2 separate regions of the Mus musculus genome follow, and region 1 is linked to region 2. A link is a contact called in public Hi-C data. All regions are on one chromosome and are shown on one strand. The core of a region is the stretch at or near the end of the contact, and the rest is flanking DNA. Distances in the headings are between cores, read along the strand shown. Region 1 overlaps Elf1 (E74-like factor 1). Region 2 overlaps Vwa8 (von Willebrand factor A domain containing 8).

Region 1 (7,715 bases), core at 511-3,010, 400 kb before region 2:
ACACTCGGCTATGAAATGAAGCAAGGCAATATCCATGACAGATTCAAACTTCATGGCCACTTACTACAGTCTGCTACCACCAGCATATCATTCAGGAAGGCTTTGCTTCTAAGGACACAGCTCAGTGGAGGAGCCCTGAGCACTCACCTGGCATGTGTAAAACCCTGGCTTTGATCCACAGCTCCCCAGAAAAGCACACTCCGAGGAGGAAGAAAAAAGCGCTTGCTTCAATTATTTCTTACAAATATACCATAAAGGCAACGTGCAGAGAAGACACACTGTAGTTCTTTAATCAGCCTGTGGCTTTGATTCCAGAATGGAGCTATCAGAGGTGTGAGTGCACCTATGCTTGCACTTAGTAGCTACAACCTCGGTGAGTATACAAAACTAAAGGCAATTAGGGCACAATCTTTGTCCTTAACTGGCTTGATTCCTAGGAAAGATTGGGAACAGATAACTAAATGTAAATGAATGTATTAAACAAATGCTGAGGGAGGGGGGGTAAATACTTGTGAGATGGAGGAACCCTTACAAGGGGGCAAGTTCATTAGTGATAACTCCCATCTGATCTTGCTAAGTTCTGAGACTGTGAAGGGGAGGGAGACATTCTAGTTAGAAGGAGCAATGCTGACAGTAACATTTAAATCTAAAAATGAGGTGGGACAACCTAGTAGAAAACAAGCTTTTCCAACGGGGAAATGAAATTGTCTCACCTCCTCAGCTGTCTTCAGCACTTGTGTGAGTTTGGACAGATTTCCCACATATAAGACACAATAGAAGCCAAGAAAACGTTAAAGGGCATACAGAAAAAAATCCAGCTGTCTACCCTCCATAGTAAGACCACAAAAACACATTTGGTTTTTTGTTTGTTTGTTTGTTTTTTACATTTCCCTCCATTATTTGAAATTAAATATACTTGATAAGGCCAGCTAGAGTAGTGCATACCTTTATTCTACAGAAGCAGGTGGACTTCCATGAGTTTGAAGCCAGCTTGGTCTATATAGTAGAGACACTATCTCAAAGTTAACATTAAATAAATAAGTGGACTCAGCAAGCCTGTTGATGGCTCTGTAGAACAGCGGTTGCAGCTCGGTGGTAACGAGCATGCCCCATTATGTGCACGCTCTGGGGTTAGTTCCCAGTTCTAAAAATAAAACGCATGACTCCTAAGTAATACCACCAAGACTGACTTCTGGCCTATATGTACATACATCTCACACGCCTGTGCACACATATGAACGTGTGTGCATGCATGCACAAAGTGCACAGTCCCTCAGGAATGACACCTCTGGCTCCTAAGAAGTGCCACCCAAGGTTGACCCCTGGCCTTCATACGCGAGCACACACACACACACACACACACACACTCACACTCACACTCACACTAAGGTATACTTGAGTATAGTTTGGTACAGGCCTATAACCCCAGCGTTTAGGAGGCTAAGTCAAGAAGATCATGAGTGTAATGCCAGCCTAAGTGCATATGGAGCCTTTCAAAAAACAAAACAAAATCACAAAAGGAAAAACCTCTTAAATGTGTAAAACTTGTATTTTCATATAAGTCCTATATCTAATGTCAAAGTGTTGCCAGATATCCACGCAATCTGTGTAACCCACCAAGAAGCCTACCATACATACCCCTAAAATCAACAAGTACGAAGTTTAATGAAACAACCTTTATGCTTAACTGGGCTCCCTGATGGGAAATTAAAGCAGCAACCGTACATCTGTGTCTCTGTTCCTCTCTTCGTGGTTTAACTGACAGGAAGCAGAGAGCAAGATAGAGCATACAAATGTCAACTATTTCCTGCCTTCTCTGCTGCATCTTACTTATAAATAGTTCAATTGCCTGTGTGCAAACACAATGAAGTATGATATCAGAAACATAAAAATGAAGAAAGACAATGAAAGTATTCTGGTGTTGAGAGCTAAGAGACAAAAGAACAATGTTCATGTCCTTTGAAGGACTCCTAGGAATGAATACCAAAGATCTGATAAAATGCTGTGGCCAGCCTTGTTGGCATAGGCCTGTGACCCGGCTACTCCAGAGCCCGGAGGAGGAAGATGGCTACACAGGCAAGGAAACCCAAGCAACTTAGTAAGAGCCCTGCTCCAAAGTTAAAAACTACAAAACATACTAGAGCCATTGCTAGAGCATGCAAAAGGCCCTGGGCCTAAGAGGTAGGAAAATAAAAACAAAAACAAAAACAACCACGCCCACATAACTGAATGAAACAGCAGAACATGTCCCCAAACCGTAAAGTCTGTCCTAGGAGTCTGGCAATTTGAAGAGTAACATTTGCTAGCCACCCTAACTAAACATTTCAAAACAAGGGAGGCAGAGGCGGCTGGATCTCTCTGAACTTGAGGCCAGCTGATCTACATAAAGCACTCTAGGCCAGCCAGGGCTGTATAATAGTAGGCATCTGTCTTTAAATAGACAAACAAAAAAACCCAGAAACCATGTAGCTGAGCAAGCAGCTGAGCATATCAGAGAGGTAGCATGGCTACCCCAAATGACTCAATAACACCCAACTGATTAATTTGCCACTTTGATCTTTGGGGGTTGGTTGGTTGTTCTGTGATAGTTCTCACACAACCCAAATTGTTCTCCACCTCTCTATGTAACAGAAAGATGACCTTGAACTTCTGATCCTCTAGTCTCCATCTCCAAACATAATGCCTACCATACAGGCACTCTATCAACTAAGCTAAGCTTAGAGTGTTGGGTTTTTATTTAATACAGCCTTTTGTCAGTCTCAGATTACTTGTGCCCCAAAACCCCAACAAACTACCCCCACTTTCTCATATGTCCAAAACTTGGTTCCTGTAATATATATCTACCATAAATAGGTGCTCAACTGATCATGCCTGTCAAACTAATAATCTTTATGAATGATAACTCACCACATGGTTAGGCAAAGTACAGCTATCTTCTCTATTAATATTGGGCAATTCTTACCTAGCTATAAATATAATCTACATCAACTATAATTTTATCAGGCTTCAGCATTCTATATTAATGTCCAAAACAACATTGTTCATATCACATAAGCCCATTGTGAGAATCCTGTGGCTTTTTTTTTCCTAAACAGAATTTAACATGTCCTTACTATTTATTTAGGTTTAAGTAAGGTTCTATGTTTCTAAAGTATAAAACCTTATATGATGGCTTGAATATACAGTTCTATTTTGCCTAATATTTCAAAGGAAAGGCTATAGCTCATTCTTTTTCAAAGACTATTAATATTCTAATTAATATTTCCAATTTAAACCTGGAATATTGGGCTGTAGGTATAGTTTAGTAGTACACCATTTACTTAGCCTATGTAAGGCTAAGCGGTATGGGAAGAGGGAAAGGAGAAAGAATAAGAATGTAAGGACTAAGGATACAGCTCAGTGGAGAAGTGATTTGCCTAGAATGTTCAGTGCCCTAGGTTTGATTCACCATCAATACAAATAAACAGTAAAATCTGCATATATATATATATATATATATATATATATATATATATATATATATATATGTAGAGAGAGAGAGAGTCTTCTAACATTTTCTAACAAGCTTAAGGAACACTTTAAATAAACACAATATATAAGGAATCTTTAAGCATCAAATATTCTGATTAGAAACATACTGAAGCCAATTTATGATTATTGGGCTTTCATTACAACTGAGGTGTTCCAGATGCACAAAGTAGCCTGCCTTCCAAGATGCCTCTCACAAACCTGCTCTGACTTCATGCAGACTATAGATGCAGTAACTTCCTACAGAGATTTTAAAAGAAGCACTGTGTCTAAATGCAAGTCTCTGTCAAACCTTAGAATACTTCTTATATTCAAACTGAAACTTTTTTTCTTGTGGTGCTACAAATTGAAGCAGGCCACCTGCCTGCTAGGCACACAGTCTACCACACAGCTACACTCCTGGCCTCAAGTCTGAAACTCTATATAGCAACCCAAAGCTCCCCCAATTAAGAACACAATAAAGAAATGCAGACTACGTGTGATAGTGCTTGCCTGGAATTCCAGGACTAGGATGCTGAAGTTAAAAGAGGCTGGAGAATTCAGGGCCAGCCTGGGCTAATTAGGGGGATCCTGTCTCAATAAGAGAAAGAATGGAAAAACAAACCAGAAGTGGGGGGATGACTCAAAGGTCGAGAGCACTTGCCGCTTCAGCTCTCAGCACCCTTGTCGGTCGTCGGTGCCTTACCAGTAACGAGCTCCACGGGAATCAGACAGCTTTGCTTTTTAATAAACAGGACAAAGAATTTTATAAACAGGAGGAACTGAAAATGTAATGAGAACTGAATCTACTAGAAGATAATGTAAAGGCGCATTTCACCTACTGCTAAAAAGCACATAAAATGGCAGATACCCCCTGCTAACCCCTTGTCTGTGAACGTTAAAGCAGTAAAGTTAGACCAGCAAAGCAGCAGCCTCCTCCTCAGCTCCCCTTTTTCCAAGGCCTGAGCTGAGCAAGGCCCAGAAACTTGGACCTCTACTTTCACTTTCTTCGAAAAAGGTCGATTTCTTCATCAAGTGCCCCGATATGCAAAAATACTCCACTGTAAAGTCGTGTTTGGCGTAAACTTTAATAAAATTAAATTTTGGCCACATAATTCTGTGGATATGACATCATGTACTTATCCAATACTTAGTTTCTGAACTATTGGCTCATTTCCAATGGCGCAGTACTGCAGTGATGCTCAAAGTCCTTCTCAGGCCCACAAAGGACCTAGAAACCTTGTCAGCACTTAATAGCTCAAAATGACCCTCATAATGCAACCGGGTGTCCGTTACACCCTCTAGGTGCACTGACTTGTGCAGTGTTGGGGCAAGAGCAACTTCAAGCTGGAGCTTGCCAGCCTCGGCAGGAGTCAAGGCTACACAGCCAAACCACACTACTTGTATTTTTACCAACTAGCACTGACAGCTTTTAAAACGTTTACTATTTTATGTGTATATGAGTGTTTTGCCTGCATGTATGTCAGTGTACCACGCACTTGTCTGGTGCCAGCAGAACACAGAGGAGGTCAAATCTCTTAGAACGGAGCTACACATAGCTGTGAGGTGCTGAGAATTAAACCCAAGAACTCTGGAAGGGAAGGCAGCCAGTGCTCTTAAATGTGGAGCCACCTCTCCAGTCCCAGCACTGACATGTTTTAAAGGCAATTTCACTTAATGTCCATGATGAACAACAGGAGCTATTTATTTTCTTAAATTCTCTGTTCCTTCAGTCTTTGCAAAGTCTTCACACATCTCAATAAGAAAAATTAATGCTACAGAACTCTTGCACCTGTGTTCTTGGGAGTGCATCAAAGAATGCTTCCAAACTAGAAGTACTCTAACGTTATTAACAAGAGCTGTTAAAGGTTCTGGTATAGACAGGGGCTGCAAAGATGTGCTGCCGAAAGTCAGCTTCACTGAGCTGACTGGAATAAGCAAACCACTGCAGGAAAATGGGACTTGGCTTACATGAGGTTCAAGAGAGTAAAACTATAAGAAAAAGATTACCACAAAAGTCAAAATAGTCAAATTTTAGGGGGAAGCAAATACAGGTGATAGACATACTCTACTTTCTAACCTAGGATAATGTGAATGGGCAAACACTGAAATTATAGTTACTTTATGCACTTTTCTATATGCATATTTAATGTTAAAAATGAAAGGCCTAATCATAGTATACCTCCATTAAGTGTTTTGATACCAAAAAATGCTAATAAACACTAAAAGTACCCCCTTTTATGGTTTTATTATAAAATGTTATGTTTTGACTTTACAGGACCATGTAGTTTCTAAACCCAGAATATAACTACCTTTAATTACATTTACACCATACCATCCAGCTCTGCACAAATACAGTGATTAGTCTTTGACTAAGCATCAAGACCATAGATAATGAATGCTTCGTGTAAAGCTATCATGCTATCTTGAAAGTTTATAATTTATATACGATAATATATGCCAAGAAAATACAAAGTAAAAAATAATAATATGTTTGTTTGTTTGTAGCATTCTGTGCAGCCCTGACTGTTGTAGAACTCGACATGTGTTACCACATTTGTCCCCCACTCCTGTGCTCCAAATTTAAAGGAGAACTATGGCCCATGTTGGTAATTTAGGAGGTAGAGAGGCAGGAAGGTCAGGAGTTCAAGGTTATCCCATTCGCTCGCTAATACCTAGTCTAGTTCAAGGCCAATCTGGCACCAGGGTCAGCCATAAATGAGGCCTTGAGCAATCGCCAGTCAATAATCCACACTGTAATTCTTATGGCTGCATTTAAACTTCCTATGTATCTTAGGAAAAGAGGGCACAGGGTAACTAACAACACGCTCCGTCTCCAGGGCATCCTGCAAGCTTCCTTTCCGGCATTTTCCTAAATCCTAGTAAGAAAGGGACAGCCAAGCTTGGTAGCACCTGCCTGTATCCCCAACCCTGGAAAGCTGAGGCACACCAGACAGAATTGGAGACAAGTAGCACAGCAAGACCCTATCTCAAAACAAACTTAACTTCAAAGGTCGCACTTTCCCAATTTTAAGGACTCAAATTATTCTGCTTAGTGTACATGCCCTTAGCTAGTTTACTTGTGTCCTCCTGATGTTTCTCCTGTGGAGCACAAGCCTTACAAAGGAAAAGGGGGAGGTGGAACTTGAAGGTGTTATTCGTTTTGTTTTAGTCCAGACTTAAAGAAAATACAGCCTTCACTCAGTCAAAAGCCAACCAAACCTGCAATATGCAAACAAAGATGATAGAGAAGAGCTTGAGGCTCAGCTGGCAAAATGTCTGCCCTCCTTCTAAGACCACATTACTGGGATCTGCTAGTATCAAGAGCCTTCCACCATAGCAAGAAGTGACACCCTTCTTGCTGTCCCTTTCAAACCTACAAGGACTTCATGCACTCCGAATGCTAGAGGCAACTCTCAACCTGCTAGAAACCATTGTGGTCAACAGTAAATGACAACAAACCTGAATCATTAGTACTCAAAGTTTACTTTTACCCAAACGTTAGCTTCACGGATGTTTCACAAGTAAAATATCGCTGCAGAGTCAATGTATACGTGCCAGAAAATATAACCGTTTCAGTGATGACAAAGTATTCAGAAAAAGACTGAGCCACCTCCTGCTAACAAAAGATTTTTACTTTTTTTAACTACAAAAAGAAAAAAAAAAAAAGCCTCCCAGGTTAGCACTAGTAATGAGGAAGGGCAGCATCCTTCTGTTCCTGACATGAAACTGACCTAGCACAGAACGCCTTCAGAAGCAGCTGCTTTTCCAGAGTGGATGATAGTCCAAGCAAGTTCCTGTCCCATAAGGCTTTGCTTCCCTCAAACCCTGAATGAATCCATCCAATCCGGCTTCCTCTTCGCTGAAAATGTGCCTTTACCACCGATTCACTTTACCAGGACTCGCCTTAGTTTTTAAACCTCTTTGCTTTTCAAAATGAAATATTTTGCATAATTCATTAACTTAAAAAAAAAAGCATAGACAGGCCTGTGAGCAACACTTAAAACTAAATTGAAACCCAAGATTTCAGCCTTAATTAAGATACTGTAACAAAGCCTTTGTTCCTGATTTTCTTCTCAGCATCAGAATCTCATGAGTCTACTGAAGAGTTACTTCTCAGCCAGCCCCTCCGAGTCAACTAAGTTTATTTTAATTAGAACTGGATCAGGTTTGCTTTGCAGGGTGGGGGCTCTCCTTTATGTGAAGTT
Region 2 (7,332 bases), core at 427-2,926:
GAGACAAGTAAAAATGATCATGGCAGACAAATTGTAGACCTTACGGCACCTGACTCACAGGTGTCCATTCAGGAGCCACAAACTTAGCAGTAGGAAGGAAAAAGGCTAACAACGAAACTGCTCAGAGTTCTCTGTCACCCTAGTGAGATGTGAGCTCATAGAAAAGGAAGATTCATCCTTCTAGGAAGCACCCAGGGTTCCAGTTCTTCACGGGACCTCACAGAACCTCAGACACACGTCCATTGGTTCTACTGTGTACCCAGAAGCTACCGAGCACTAGCCGGGGGCGGGCTTACAGGAAGTACTGGGGGCACAGTCTTCAGGCAGTACTGGGGGCACAGTCTTCAGGCAGTACTGGGGGCACAGTCTTCAGGCACCAGCTTTGGGTTGGGAGGCCTGCCTTCCAGACAGATCAGAGTGAACGATCACTGTGTGATCAGGGAAGGCTGCTGGCCCACCAGCCATGTGGAGACAAAGCGGCCCTCAGCTATGAAGGCTGGGGCCCAGCAGTGGGTGGACTGAAGGCACGGAGCCCACAGTGCATGTCTGAGGTCGGGAGGACAGTGGTCTGGCTTCGTGGTCAGCATTCTTCTTAGGAGTAAAGAATCTTGCTTTTTCATTCATAAAATACAGAACATTCTAGAACACCATTCTGGCCCAGATCAGATTTCCCCCACAATGAATACAATAAAAAATATTTTGAATCTTATACTGAGGTAGCTTTTTGGAAAACTAATAATTTTCCTTTTCTTCTCCCCTTTCAGACTTACACAATTCTATTTTTACCTTATCTTGGGAGGCGGGTGGTCACTGCCCATCTTTTTTGATTTTGAATTCTAAACCAGAGTTCTCGCCTTTTTCTGTAAAGGCCAGATGGCACACACTTCATCCTTGGTGGATCGTGTTGCAACTTACCCAGCATTGCCTTTCTAACACAAAGCAGGAACAGGTACTACCGTGCGAACATAGCTGTGCTCCAATAAAACTTTATGTGGATACCAAAATCTGAACTTCATTTAATTTTCATGAGTTACTTGATACAATTTTTGATTTTTCAAATGCTAGAAATGCTTAAAAACAAAACAAAATAAGACAAAACATGTGCTGGGCTTGGTGGCACATGCCTTTAATCCCAGCACTCAGAAAGCAGAGGCAGGCAGATCTCTGAGTTCGAGGCCAGCCTTGTCTACAAAGTGAGTTCCAGGACAGCCAGGGCTATACAGAGAAACCCTGTTTTGAAAAACCAAAACCAAAACCAAAACCAAAAAAAAAGACAAAACATGTTTGTCAGCTCAACAAAACCAGGGACATATTTTGCCAGTTCCCCAGATTACATACTCTTCAAATAAATGTTTAAGGTTTTTCTGGAGAAGCTAAGAGTCTGTAGGGAGGGGTAACAAATTCAACAGCTTGACAAAGCTTGGGGAGAGCTTGGCTTTGTCTCCTGCTGTGTGCCCACCCTGCTAAGAGGAAACAGAAGTCAGTAGGGAGAGTTTTGCCATTCTCCTTAAAACTACTAGAAACCCTGATGTTGCTGCCTAAATTTCAAATGAAGGAGATTTCATTTAGAAGTCTGGATTCTGAGATGCACAATGCCTTGTTGGCCTGAGACCTTCCTGGCTTGTGTCACACCTGTGTCACCAATACCAATTTGTGTGCGTTTGATCAAACTCTTTTGTAGTCTTCTCTGAGAGTACCACCTCTACGTACTTAGTCTTTAGGCCTTAGGGAAGCTAAATGGTGGAGAGAATAAAAACAAGGCAGACAGCTAGCACCATCAACTTGACAGGATCTAGACCAGTGCTTCTCAACTGTCCTAATGCTGTGACCATTTAATACAGGTCCTCATGGTGTAGTGACCCCCAACCAATGGAAAACAATTATCTCATTGCCTTTTCATAACTGTAATTTTGCTACTGTTCTGAATTGTAATGTAAATATATAATATGCAGGATATCTGATATGTGACCCCTAAGAGGGTCCTGACACACAGGTTGAGAACCAGTGATCTAGAATCGCTGATCCAGGAGGCAAACCTCTGGGTGTGTCTGCGAGGGACTTTCTAGATTTGGTTATGTGAAGTGGGAAGACCTGCCCTGAATGTGAGCTGTGGGCATCCCATGGCTGATGTCTCAGGAGAAAGCTGGCTGAGTGCAGCCTTCCCTCCCTCCCTCCTACAGGGGACAGAATGGGGCAGCCATATGTTCTTGCTGCTGCGACTTCCTTACCACTAACCTGAATTCCGCTGAACTTCGAGCACAAATGAGCCCTTGTCAGACATTTTGCCACAGCAACAGGAAAGGGACTGACCCATAGGCTTCTACAGCAGAGAGAACCAGGCTGAAATTACAGCTCTGTTCTTCACTAGCACAGCAACTGTGGCCAAATTACTTAAACCTCAAAATGGAAAGAGAAGCACATACCGAAAGTAGTGGCTATCATGATCTTTCTCTCTCTCTCTTCCTTCCTTCCTTTCTTACTTTTTCTTTTTCGTTTTGGTTTTTGGTTTCTGGATTTTTTGAGACAGGGGTTCTTTGTATATCCCTGCTAAGATTATAATATACCCGATTTTATAGAAAAAGAAATTAAGTCCTAAGAGGTGGCATGAGTCCTCAGGGAGACGTGCTAACGGTTCAGGAACGAGGACCTCCTTCCTGGATTACAGGCTGGAGGACATTTCTCTGTACCTGTGGCTTCAACAGGACCCACACTGTGTCCCATCTTTCAGGTTATGCCACCTCATACAATGCTTCTCATACAAGACTTTCCTTTGAGGGTCAAAACTCTTCTAGTGCAGATAGCCAACTGACTGTTTTTTAATTGTCATTCTTTTGGGAGGGTGACATTAGCAGAGACAGCTTATTCAGAGGTTGCACACTTCAGGGGCTCGGATGATGGCTCGGTTGGTGACGTGCTTGCCATGAAGCCTAAGTTCAGTCCCCTAGAACCCATGGGCGATTGGTGCACATCTGTAATCCCAGCACAGGATAGTCTCTGGAGCTGCTGGCTTGGCTGTCTAGCTGAATCAGTGAGCTCCAGGTTAAATAAGAGCTGCTCACCTTGACCTCTGGCCTCTATGTGTGCATACATGCACCTCCCACAAAAAAGATAGCATGCTTCCGAGGGAAAGAAGCAGGCCAGGGAGGGGCTAAGCAGCTCAAAATGACCCGGCTATAAAGGACGAGCGTTATTGCACTTAAGGGTCATGGCTTGTGTACCCAACAAGCCAGGTTTGGTCAATTGTCCTCAATAAGCTAACTAAAGAAGCCATACTAATAGTAAAAGCAGAAAACAGGCATTATTCAATGTGGCAATACTGGGATGAAGACAAGGAAATCTATCAACTTCTCCAAGTCTACCTTGAGGGGCCTTGACAGAGGGTAGAGTTTTAATAGGAGGCAAGAGGCACATGGTAGTTCAGCTATGAAAAATGTCACCAGAGTAAAATGACTTCAGAAGCTGCTGGAACCACTCATTCTCCCCTCTTTCTGGAGTCAATTTGTTGTGGGTGACAGACACCCTTTCTTTTTATCCCTCTGTGACTGTCATAATGCTGCCGTCCTTAGGTGTGCCCTGACAAGCCAGGGTCAGCCACCCATCCTAATCACGTAACCAAGGAGCCTGGATATTAGTGAGAGCAGACAAAGAGAGGCACCCAATGCGGTCATGCCGATGAAAGGACAGAGGGATCACTGGACCCCTCCCCATGTCTGTCTTTTTAACTACAGTTCTGCAAGACTAAACTGACAGGAACTGCTCAGGAGATGGAATTCTAACATTGACTAGGCTGAGGCAGTTCTGTTTTAAGCTCGCTGACACCCTCTTGTGGTCAGCAGAATAATTTTAGTTAAGTATAAATTGGGAGTGATTTAGAAGTTAGTGCTTAAATATAACAAGATAAATAAGGGTAAAATGACATTTTAAAGGTTATTATATTATTTTAGGCTTTAGCCTATGCTTAGAGGCAAAAATATTTCCAAGTGTCTCTTCAAGAAACATCAAGGTGAGAATGGATGTTTTTCTTGTGGTGCTGTTCATAAAAGAAATACTATTATAATTAAGAATAATGTTCAACATATGTGGTAGTAGCCATATTACCACCAATTCCTTAGGCTTTTTTTCTAATGCTGTAAATGAAAGAATATTCTGTGATTCTCTGGATTTCACTGGTTTGTGTATGGATAAGAATCCTATTTGGGGAACTTCTCCAGAATGTTGCCTTATCAAGATGCACTCCATGAACACAGCTCTGGAATGGGGTGTGTGAGAATACCCCATGGAGAAGCTGGCGAACCTGCAGCTAAGTGAAAGTAAGTTTACAGATGCCCCCTTTGTATTCAAATGCTGACTTAAGAGTCAGGGATAACTAGAGCAGCAAGGCAAATAAGGGTAGCCATACACCTGTTACCTGGGGCTAACAGCCAAGGGGCCATCATACAGACAGAGGAGGGAGGGAGGGCCTTTCTAACTTAGCATGCCAACCAGTGTGGACAGGAGGAGTGGTGGAGTAAGACATCACCACTTGGCAACCATCACTGTATTCGTACACGCAGAGAATGCCAAAACAATGGATGAATATTGACAGGTTTGGAACACACGCCACAAACACCCATCCTAATCATAATGGGAAATAGCGCTCGCTCCAGGTGAATCCCATCGGAGAGAACACCTCCACCTCACCATCGGTGGACCAGTTCTCCGTGCCGGATAGGGCACACTGAACGGAGCCATGTTGTCAGTGACTTTCCTGCCAAAAATTCGTACTCTGGGTCCCGAATCAAAGGATGTTTTACAAAACAACAGGTTGTGGTCTTCAAAATACCACAGAGAACCAGTTATGAAAGCCAGCAAAATGAGGAACTGATGAGACAGAAAGACACCAAAGAGGCCGCTCTTCAACTCCTTCCTGTTCTCACTGGGCACTGGAGCTGAATACGGTCTGGGGACAAGGCTTCTACACTGTATCAATCTCACATTCCTGAGCTTGAGGTCTGGATGGAGGCCATGCCATGTGCCTGGGGAGGAAATACTCCGGTATGTAGAACTAAAGGATATGTACATTTTACTTTCAAGCAGTTAATGAAAAAGAGACACATAGGCACAGGTATCACATGTAACACAGAGAGAAATTAAAAAGACTTCATAAACACAGTGTTTATGAAGGTAAAAAAAAAAAAAAACAAACAAACAAACCAAAGCAAACCAAAATCAAAACGGTTAAATTCCCAAAGGGCAGAAATCCTAAACAGAATTTGACTCCTAATAACGTGACCCCGTGCCCCGTTCTCATTCAAGGCATGTCAGTGCAAACAGATTCCCCTCACATTTAGAGAAGATCAGAACATGTAGTGATAAACTTGGAGGAGAAAATTCGAGATCTATTTTTAAAGGACATTCTATTGGAGTTTTAGGGAAAAAATCACATACATAAATAAATATTAAAATATACTTCTATTTGCCACACATCATCCATGCATGCAAGCATCAGGCATCTGTCGTGGAGTTGGGCATTGGCGAGAAGTGAGCTATTTTCAGAATGGTTAACTAATTCCTGTCATACTTTTACAACAAACCCAGCTTACTCCCACCACCAATCCAGAAGCTATAGGGGAAGAACAACCATTGCAATAGTAGATCCTGTTAGCCACGAGACAGTTCCTCCACACTATGGGCCCCTCCAAGCCAGGCCAGGACACCGCAGTTTCTGGTGGTACATTTTCATCAATAGGAATTCAGTGTGGTTAAGGAGATGGTTTTCAATCGAGCATAGTGCTTTTCCTTTGGGTTAACACAAGGCCTATGTAAGTATAAGATTTTCCAGGAGGGGTATAGGAGAGTGTTCTTTATGGGAACATTGCCCAACCCACACCAGCAATGAAGAATGTATTGAGTTTAGCAGCTTAATCTTCACTCCTAAAATAAAATGCAATGAGAATTACTCAGCTTTAAGTAGCTCATTCTGTGATCAGCTGATAGAGTGTCTGGCATGTATAAAGCCATATGTGTATGTATGTATGGTTTATATGTATATATATATATATATATATATATATATATATATATATGTAAGATGTATGAAGGGTCTGATTCTCAGTATAGCAGAAACAAGATGTGGTGGTATATGCCTGTAATCCCAATACTTGGACACAGAAATAAGAGGATCAAGTAGGTCTTTCTTGGATAGATAGCCAGTTTGAGGCTAGCCTGGGCTACATACAACTATGCATCAAAAAGAAAAACTGGGTGAAGCTCACTAAATGCAAATGTATTCAGAACAGCAAAGAAAAAGTTGGCAAATTTTATCCTGGCAACGATAAAGCCTCATAAGAGCCGTGGTGCCACTTGATGGTGAGTATGTGAGAAAGGAGCTAGCCCTGAGGAAGAACAGCTCTCATGCGTGCTGACTCCTAGCTATGAGCTGGACACTTTTACTCTGGGATTTCCTGGTTCTATGAGACAGGAAATTACCATTTATAGCTTAAGTTAGTGTTAACTAAATCAATGTTCCTATTAAACATCATCTTACATTCTGTCTTTTTTTTTTTTCCTTCTGAGACATAATCTCATGTAGCCCAGGCTAGCCTCAAACTTACTATGTAGCTGAATCTGGCCTGGAATTCCAGACCATCTTTCTACCTCTTAAGTCCTGGGAGTAGAGGTGTGCTACAACACCCTGGTATGGTTTTTTTGTTTTTGCTAAGATACAAATGTGTGCCTTCATCTTGCACAACTTTTGATTCCACAATGAACCTGCAAACACATAGATAATAGCTTTTTTTCTTCAAATGCATAAGGAGAATTACTGTTTTAACCAGCGGCCCAACCCTATTTATTTATCCTACAAATCATAAGTGGCGTGCAACACAGCTGTATCATAACCATAACTACAATAAAGGGCTTGTTCAGCATAAAGGGCTCATTCTAAGAGGTCTTCTAGAATTGTCTACTTGATAAAATATTTTTTAATAAAAGTAAATTTTGAGGGCTACTGGGTTAAACTATTTGTTTTCTTTACAGTGGGTATCCCCAACAACAGATGTACTAACTGACTTAACCTGTAAACATCTTCTCAGTTACAGTGTCTTGCAACGGCTAGCACATAGGCTCCTGTCTTAGTCAGGGTTTCTATTCCTGCACAAACATCATGACCAAGAAGCAAGTTGGGAAGGAAAGGGTTTGTTCGGCGTACACTTCCATGCTGCTGTTCATCACCAAAGGAAGTCAGGACTGGTACTCAAACAGGTCAGGGAGCAGAAGCTGAGGCAGAGGCCATGGAGGGATGTTCTTTACTGGCTTGCCTCTCCTGGCCTGATCAGCCTGCTCTCTTATAGA

Evidence for each region. Hi-C and Micro-C count contacts between places; a contact is called where the count stands out from the background.
Region 1: a contact with region 2 is called in a Hi-C map of CD8 T cells, with 7 times the contacts expected there. The contact joins two enhancer-like sites. A contact is called at or near these places in 1 of 484 Hi-C or Micro-C datasets (CD8 T cells) and 3 of 115 datasets of contacts at active chromatin or transcription factors (T-cell acute lymphoblastic leukemia, effector CD8 T cells and memory CD8 T cells).

What each region holds. Positions count from the first base shown.
Region 1 is chr14:79,516,011-79,523,725 of GRCm38.p6, reverse strand. All of the region lies in intron 1 of Elf1 (E74-like factor 1), which reads right to left. It also overlaps the pseudogene Gm9243. Among named protein-coding and RNA genes, the nearest start is that of n-TEttc4, 38 kb to the right of the region's middle. Within about 2 kb of position 1,760, at least 131 of the 459 cell types and tissues checked have an H3K27ac peak or open chromatin away from gene starts, as enhancers often do. A contact at or near this core is called in CD8 T cells and memory CD8 T cells, where this site is marked.
Region 2 is chr14:79,121,220-79,128,551 of GRCm38.p6, reverse strand. All of the region lies in intron 37 of Vwa8 (von Willebrand factor A domain containing 8), which reads right to left. All of the region lies in intron 1 of Gm30970 (a long non-coding RNA gene), which reads left to right. Among named protein-coding and RNA genes, the nearest start is that of Gm30970, 10 kb to the left of the region's middle. Within about 2 kb of position 1,676, at least 17 of the 459 cell types and tissues checked have an H3K27ac peak or open chromatin away from gene starts, as enhancers often do. A contact at or near this core is called in CD8 T cells and memory CD8 T cells, where this site is marked.